Regions from separate parts of the Gossypium hirsutum genome. Here region 2 is linked to region 1. A link is a contact called in public Hi-C data. All regions are on one chromosome and are shown on one strand. The core of a region is the stretch at or near the end of the contact, and the rest is flanking DNA. Distances in the headings are between cores, read along the strand shown. Region 1 holds the start of LOC107914475 (crossover junction endonuclease EME1B-like). Region 2 holds the start of LOC121208230 (egg cell-secreted protein 1.4).

The links. A called contact is a pair of places that touch in the nucleus more often than the background predicts.
Region 2: a Hi-C map of leaf shows a contact between it and region 1, with 2.0 times the contacts expected there. The contact joins the promoter of LOC121208230 here to the promoter of LOC107914475 in region 1. A contact is called at or near these places in 2 of 34 Hi-C or Micro-C datasets (callus and leaf).

Annotation. Positions count from the first base shown.
Region 1 is chrA10:13,860,177-13,864,174 of Gossypium_hirsutum_v2.1, forward strand. It overlaps LOC107914475 (crossover junction endonuclease EME1B-like), which reads right to left and starts at 1,625. Exons shown (of 13, transcript XM_016843400.2): 1 at 1,236-1,625; 2 at 1,116-1,233; 3 at 271-426; 4 at 33-118. The coding sequence starts at 1,400.
Region 2 is chrA10:14,017,719-14,022,157 of Gossypium_hirsutum_v2.1, forward strand. It overlaps LOC121208230 (egg cell-secreted protein 1.4), which reads left to right and starts at 1,850. Exons shown (of 1, transcript XM_041078775.1): 1 at 1,850-2,736. The coding sequence starts at 2,132. The coding sequence ends at 2,503. It overlaps LOC107914604, which reads right to left. Exons shown (of 1, transcript XM_016843550.2): 1 at 3,912-4,439. The coding sequence ends at 4,069.

The sequences.
Region 1 (3,998 bases), core at 375-2,874:
AGGTGAGTAATGCATCATTTATGTAATCATACCTCAAGAAGTTGTGGATCACCATCATCCTCTTCATACAATGGCTGAGAAGAACTGTCCTCACAGATTTGGATTAGATTAGAACTCCCTGAAACATGATTCATTATCTTCCATTAATATACAAGAAAACAGATTCCAAACTACTGGATATGCTTCCTTTGGCAATTTTCAAAATTGTAGCAAGGTTTCAAGAACCAGACAACCACATATAGAACAATTCAACAGACAGCATCAACAAACCTAGATGAGATTCATAATCAAAAACTCTAGAACGCCATTCTAACTCTTCGGACTCATCAATGTAGGAGCACTTTGATCCATTCTCCTGATCATTGTCCCTTTTAGAACCAGTTTCAGAATCATTATCGGATTCCAAACATATCAATCTGCTTATTCCTGTTAGGTAAGGAAACAAAGGTAGAAAAATAAAAGTAAAAATTATGCAGAAGGATGGTAACCCATCAGAGTTTCTTTTCAACCAACAAAAAACTTTGAAAAAAAATTGAATGAAAGATGAATCACTCCGAAATGACTCCAGATAGAAAAGCAATTAAAAAAAATCAAAAAGAAACATAAAAGCATCACATGTTATTTTATCCAAAAACTGCTAATAGAATGAACCTCCTAAGTTTTAACTGCAATAAATATGTCAAAAAATTACACTTGTCATGATTTAGTAAAAGCTTTAATTTTATTTCGTTTTATCTTCGCTGCTTGCTTTTTGCTTCTACAAGAAAAAATGAAGTAAAAGAATGGCTCTGGATACAAAAGCATGTAACATTTTTGCATGATTAAAAGCTAAATATTTAACATTTCTTAACAACAAAATATACTAGTTTACTTTTATATAAAGCAAGCAAATATATGTTCAAATGCAGTTATATTTGAGCTATTTTACCCATTTTCATCATACACAGCTTTCATCGTTACCATTTGCTTTTGCATCAACATAAGACAAAATTACCAAAATTGAACCATCTCTATTTCAAATTAAAATGAAAACGAATAAATTCCAAACTGCAACCCTAAAATGAAGCCAAAATTCAACTAAAGAATGTGAGTATGTAAAAGAGAAAGGAATAAACCAGAGAGCTTGGCATCTCCAATTTGAGGATCCGAAGCCTCAATTGAAGGGTCAGCATTGGAGCACCTGACGACCGAAGGCTCTGACATCGGAGTCTCGGCCACAAAGGAAGGAGTGGAGCCGCAGGTGAAGGGGGGGCCAGTGACGGTTTTTGCGGGGTAGGGTCATCGTCGAGAATCAAAACCGGAGGTAAATGACTGTCCGGTACGGTTCTGGGCTTCTTGGAGATGGAAGGGCGGGGGGTCTTTGGGTCGTCTCCATCGGATAGGATGATTGGATCCGACATTGAAGCTACTGTGCGCTGCTAATTGGATTCTGAAAATCAAAAGATTTATCCTTTGGGAGTGTTTTGCTTTCGGCTTCGAATAAGCGCGGGATCAGTGAAGAGAACGTCGCGTTTGGTAACAAAGATTAAGGCTTCGTTTGGATGGGCGATTGACTGCGTTGCGGTGCGTTTAACTTACTTTTTGTCTCACGCTACAGTATCGTTACAATATCTAATCTCACCGCTACCGCTATTTTTACACTAACCGCAGCTAAACGCACCGCCCATCCAAACTCACCCTAAGTTATCTAACTTTAGTTAGCACTTAGGTTCCCGCGAAAAGCTCAGCCCAAGTTTCAACTGTAATCCAATCTTAATGTACCATATGTTGGCCCAGATATTTTTATTGGGTTGATTTCTTAGATATGTAGTGGTATATCTTTTGGTTTAAATATGCAGAAGGTGATTATCCTCTTTTAAATTTTAGTCCCTATAATTTAATTTTGAGTGATTTAGTCCCTTTTTTTATTTAAATTATTTTTTTCAGATGTGGATTTTATTAAAAAGATAAAATAATTTTTTTAACCTTCAACATTTATAGTTTTTTTTTATCAATTTGATCTTTACTCTTTAAAAGTATATAAAAATTAAATGTTTTAAAAAATATATGAAAAATATAACATTTTCTAAAAATTTCAATAAAAATGTATTACTTTTTTATTGAATGGTTAGTGGTGAGTATTCGATTAAATTGAGTGAAAATATTTTGAGTTAATTAAGTTGACGAATCATATTTTATCATCCTAACTCGATTTGAATTTTTTTCGAATTGAGTCGAGTGAAATGAAATTTGAGTCGAGTCGAATTGAATCGAGTGAAATTGTTTGAGTTAAATTGAAAAATTAAACATGCTAAATTAAAATTTTGTTACAGTATAACTAATTTCATGTTAAAGCACATAAATTTGAAACAATATATATTTGAAAAATGATTTAATATGATAAACTTGAATTATTAATTAACTTATTTAGATCCCAAAATTATAGTTTTAGAAAAATTTAAAATTTTAACTTTATTTGTATATTCTTTACAATTTTTTAAATTTTTATATTTTTTAAAATATAAATTTTAGAATTTTCATAAATATGTTGACTTGTAACAATTATTTTAAATTTTTTGGGTAATTTTTGTTGTAAGAGAGATCAAATTGCTTATTTTCAAAATTGATAGGGACCAAAAGGGTATTTACACAAATCTATTATTCGAATTATTTGAATTATAAAATTCAACTTAACTCGAACTTGAATTACTTATTCGGGTTGGCTCGAATAACTCAAATGGATTAACTCAAAATTTAAATTATTTTTCGATTTTTTTCGAATCGAATCGAGTTTTGCTCACGCATATAAATGATAATAATGTCTCACTAAACTTTAAGCTATTTTGTTCAGTCAATATTAAATCAAATTTAAACAATATTATTTTATTTTAAATAAAATTGATTGTATATTAAAAAGATTTCAATATAAATTTAACTATAAAATATTAATATAATTTTTTTAAAAAAAATAATGAAGCAACTCTAAATCCATTCAAACTATGATCATTTGAAGATAGGGAGGGAGATGAGGTTTAATGATACTGTACTTGTTCTTCCTTTTGGGGGCTTAATTTTGATTTTCTGCGAATTTTTGTACCGTGGTTTATTTTAGATTAGAACCAAGTTTTGTGTACATATATTATATATAAATTATAAGAATTATATGTATTAGAAATTTGATCATACGCTTATGCGATTATAAATCACCTATTTAGAATATAAAAGTATGTTTGAAAATAATATTTAATAAATAATGACATCACATATGTAATATATACAAAATTAAAATAAAAATTAGTTTTACTTGTAAGTAAAAAAAATTTGAAATAGGTAAATACATAATATTAAAAATATTAAATGCACTCCAATTATTTATCACGTATTGTCATTTTTTTATAGCACGTCAAAAAGTTATAAAGTTAGTGAAATTCAATATTAAAATTCTATTTTTTTTAAATTAAATATCGAGTTGACTTGTGACACCAATGCAATCAGTGACATTATTTATACCAGAAATTCTATCAAACGTGTACGCGGGTGAAAACCACATACTTAAAACATAGATGATTGTTTAAAAGTAACATACAATAAACAATTGAACGTATGGTTTAAAATTAATTGTTAAATTGATGAAGATAATAAATTGTGTATATATGAAAGCAAAATTGTATAAAATATTTTAAAAGTTTTGAATGAGTGATAAATTTAAGGTTTTAGTAATCCCATTGACACGGTTTCAAATCCTATTATATACATATTTTAATTAGTCTTTGTTAAAATTAAAATATTAAAATATCCTTAAATAATATAATTTTTTAATTACGAATGGATATTTTCATATTTTATTAATCGAGTTGGTGACCCAGTTAAAGGTAACACCAACTTAGTTAGGAGCTTAATAATAAATATAGATAGACAACTGATAAAGGTAATAAATTATGCATAATAAAATTAAAATATATATAAAAAAAATTGTTAAAATAAAGCTTTAGTTTAGTGGTAAATTAATTTTTTGCTAA
Region 2 (4,439 bases), core at 600-3,099, 160 kb after region 1:
ACCGACTGTTGAGTAACGATCAACTAACGATTATCGTTTCAATTGGGTTGATGTCTGAAAAATCTATTACGTTGAAGACTGAAATCAAAAAAAAAAAAGAAGTTAGGGGCATATATCCAAAAGCCCCAAAAGATTAAGAGCTTCTTTTACAATTATGCCAAACTAAAACCATCACTGCTTTTAAAAAACACATGATGGATAACAACCATCACAACTTTCAGAATATTAAAATTTTGTTTTATATGTTACATTAATATTAGAAATTACATATATAACATTTACAATATAACTCCTAAAGTAATATATCAAATACGTATCTATATATTTGAAAAAAAAAACATACCTATATATATATGTCTAAACACACGTATATATACACATATTACTTATTAATAAATGTAACCCATTTCATGTTAAGAAATATGTTATGACAAAATACAAATGAAATATATATTATCTCAACAATCATATTCAACTATATATACACACAAATATATTTGCATGATAATAAAAAAATACTTATAAATTCTGAATAATGAAAATGATAATCAATTTTCATATACTAAATATTCAAAATTTTGTGAAACTAAAGGCATAAAAATTTAATTTGAATAAAATTATGAGTAAATATGATACTTAGTCATAAGTCAAACAAAAATTAATTATTAAAAAAAATTAAATATTTTTATAAGAACTTATACTATGCATAAGTTGTAGGTTTAGACTCTGTATTTTTTCTTTTATTTTGGTTATTAATCCCTATACATTTAGAATGGATCGATTTTAATCTTTTTACTTTTTAAAATTTTAATCTTTACTAAATGGTAACAATTAAATTCATTTTATAAAATTTTGCTATTAGTCCTATTCTATTCCTAAAGTTATAGATTTAGTCCTGTATCCTCTCTGCCATACCACACGAAGACGATGATACACTGCCCAAATTTCAGCTTCCAATACTGAGCAAATGCCCAACTTTGCAGTAGAAACCAACTAGAAACTCACCACTTCCATCGCGCAATGACCCTCCAGCTGCAGCAGCTCTTGAGCTAACCATTACTGATCCATCAAAATTCAGCTTAGTCCACCCTGATGGTGGAGCCTTCCAACCAATCTCTCGTCTCCCCCTACACTATGACTAAGTTCACTTGCCATAGCTATTTGTACCCTCTTCCCCAAGTGAAACATCTTCTAGCAATCTACAAACTAGACTGTTGGAAAACAAACATGTTCCCTTGCTGCCAAATGCATTCAAAGGAATAATGCTGGTCCAACCTAGAGAAACTATAGGAGAATCCCGCGTTAAATGAATGCAAGACTCTCAACTCCAAACTGCACAAACTACAGAATCCTACTAAGATCTCCTGCATCTACTATAGTTCGTTAGCAGCTTCTCCTTTTTGCTAAAAGCCAGAGAAAGTGTCGAGTTCTCTGGACTCTGGGGAACTTTCACTTTCCATATACTCTTCTAGATTTGGTTCATGGGATCCAAAGATCCTTGCAAAAGACATTTGTAAGCATTCGCAACAGTATCTTTCCACGTTTTAGACTAGCGATAATCAATTCTATCAGGGAACCTTGGCCACCATTGAACCTAAAAGACTTTTAATTGCCTGAACTGACACAAAATTTATTTTTAACTCCTATAGACAAAAAAATGCAAATGATGTAGCCCACTTTTATTGATGTGGCGAGTCTTGTCATCAAAATTGGACTAGATTGTCAAATAATATAAAATTACGCCATTTGGCTAAAAAAATTTATCAGTAAAAAAAAAATCCTTATATTGCTCGTTTAGAACTACTTTTTTTAAATATTCTGTTATGTACACTATATTCTACATTATTTACTAGGCTCATATGATCAACCTTTCATGCCATCACATATTGCAGCTTTTGGTATTCATGCAAGTTACTCACTTGTACAAACCCATCATCTTCCCCTTAAAGAGTCCTATGATTAAGACAATTAGATCCTCTTATTAATAACTTAAAAGGCGTCTTCGGTTTTAGTCCACTCCTCTCCCTCGATTTCTCCTATAAATAACCTCTTCATAGTCCAGGGCTCTTCATCCATTACATTCAAAAGCAAAAAAAAAAAATAAAGAAAAAGAAAAAAGAAGAAGTTGATCATGGCTGTCAGATATTTGTTTCATGTTTTGGTCCTCGTCTATGTCTTGGCTACTGTAACTGCTGCACGCCAACTGCCCATCTCCAGCAAGCCAGGCCGCCTGGAGGAGAATGGAGGGCTTGCCGAGTGCTGGAATGCACTAAATGAGCTGAAATCATGCACAGATGAGATCATTCTGTTCTTTGTTAATGGCCAAACTGACATGGGCCCTGAATGTTGTGGTGGCATCGAGGTTATCACGCGTAAATGTTGGCCTACCATGCTCACTTCCCTTGGTTTCACATCTGAGGAAGGCAACATCCTTAGAGGCTACTGTGATGCATCTTCTACTCCTGCTGCTGCTGCTCCTCTAGCCGCCTCGCCAGTTGGTTAAAGAAGGTGGCACTCTCAAAGTTCTGAGTTTTTATTTGTATTTTGTTTGGTGTTCCGCTACTGTTTGATATGTAATAAAGTTTAAATGAAATTAAACACTTGTCAACCATGAAATCGTTTGGTCTTCCTTAAGCTAGCTAGAATGCTAGATTACCTAGTAAAAAGGAGAATGAGTAGGGAGTACCTAGGAAGACCTTTATAAAATCTACCACTCCACCCTCCCTAACAATTATAATGATTTTAATTATTACTTAATTTTTTCTCTTTTTTTACCCTGAAATTAAAATCAGATACCTAATACTTAAATTAATTCATTTTAATCTCTTACTAAAAAAATTAAATATAAAGAAAAGATATTATATTATTGTTTTTATTTTAATAGTAAAAATCATTTTAATTTTCATATTCTAAGTTTAAATTAGGAGGTAGATTGGAATGAAATTATGAATCCTACTGCCCTACTTAAAGGACAAGGTTAGGGCATAGGCCCTTCTTTTAAAATTTCAAAACAAAAATAGTAAAAATTTAACTCAAAACTAATTAAGTACATTTTTATTGCTTTGTCGCCTTGCCAAAAAACCTAACCATCATCAGTAAGTACATTTCCCTGGGGTATACCATTGGTCGGTTTTATCTGGCCGGTTCGATTTGGTCCATGTCGGTTTCGTCTGTTTGGTCAATAAAGGAGTCGGTTTTGAAATTGACCGACAAACGGGCTTATAATTTATAATATTTATTAAAGCCGAAGTACACCCAAAAAACTAACCGGCTAACCCAGTTTAAATTTAGCAAACCAATTGATCTTACCCAAAGACTTTAAAACCCAATTTTTTTTCTTTTTAAAAAAAGAGCCCTAGTTGTGTTTGTCTAAACTAAACAGAACAGAACCCCTAATTCCTAAATGTCTTCTTCTTGAAATAGAAAGAAAAAAAAAATAGCAAAGCTGCCCCCTTCGACCTTCGTTGCAATCCAGCGCCTGCGCCTGCCAGCCGGCATTCAACTTTGATCTTCCCCCTTTTAATTTGGCATGCAAACATGACCAGCAAGATAAGGTATAGCTGAGATGTTTGTATGCCGCTTGAAAATGGTTTACAGGGACAAAAACTTGGGTTAATCGACCGAACCGACCAACTCGAAGTCAGTTCGATTAGATCGGTTTAGAAAACAAATTTCAAGATTAAATGGATGGTGTGCTCTAAATTCTAACGTTCAACACCTCAAAAGTAGTGGAGTCAAGCCAACTACGTTTAAAATCAGTCTTCCTTTTTATACAATAACCACTATCTCTATCCTCACCAAGAAATGCTGCTAGCAAACATACAAATTCGCAATCTACATTCAACATAAAAAGCAGATACTACTTTCATCATTAACAATTAAGCCTTTTATCCAAAAGACAAAAAAAAAAAAATAATAATAATAATAAATTCAAGAATAATAAACATCATTTTTCAAGTTTTTCTTCTTGATTTAATATTGAGCCTCAAGAATCTAACCCAAGATATACACATAAAGCAATCAATTCCTCTTCTTAAACAACACTGGGGAAAAAATGATCCAAATGAATTAAAAACAAAGCAAGACAACTGTAGAAGAAACCATGAAAGCATAGATCAAGATTAGGAAACCAAAATGCAATGCCCAGTTTCTCTTGAACTTTGCAAAGTAAGTTTCAGGAGGTTCCTGGTAATGAATCTCGAACTCACCCTCTTCTCCAAACCCATCAACGAACTCGCCATTGTTAATCCTCATCTTCATTTCTCTAAGCTTATCAGTAGCCAGGCCAAGAGTCAGCTTGTGGCACCTTCTCTGGTACTTGAACCCATTGATGCACCTCAAGGTCTGGGCCACTGAAACGTAGAAGATAAGATGGGAAAGGGAAAGCAAAGTGATGGGTGCCCAACAATGGCGGCATTGGAGACGTGTGGACTGAGCTT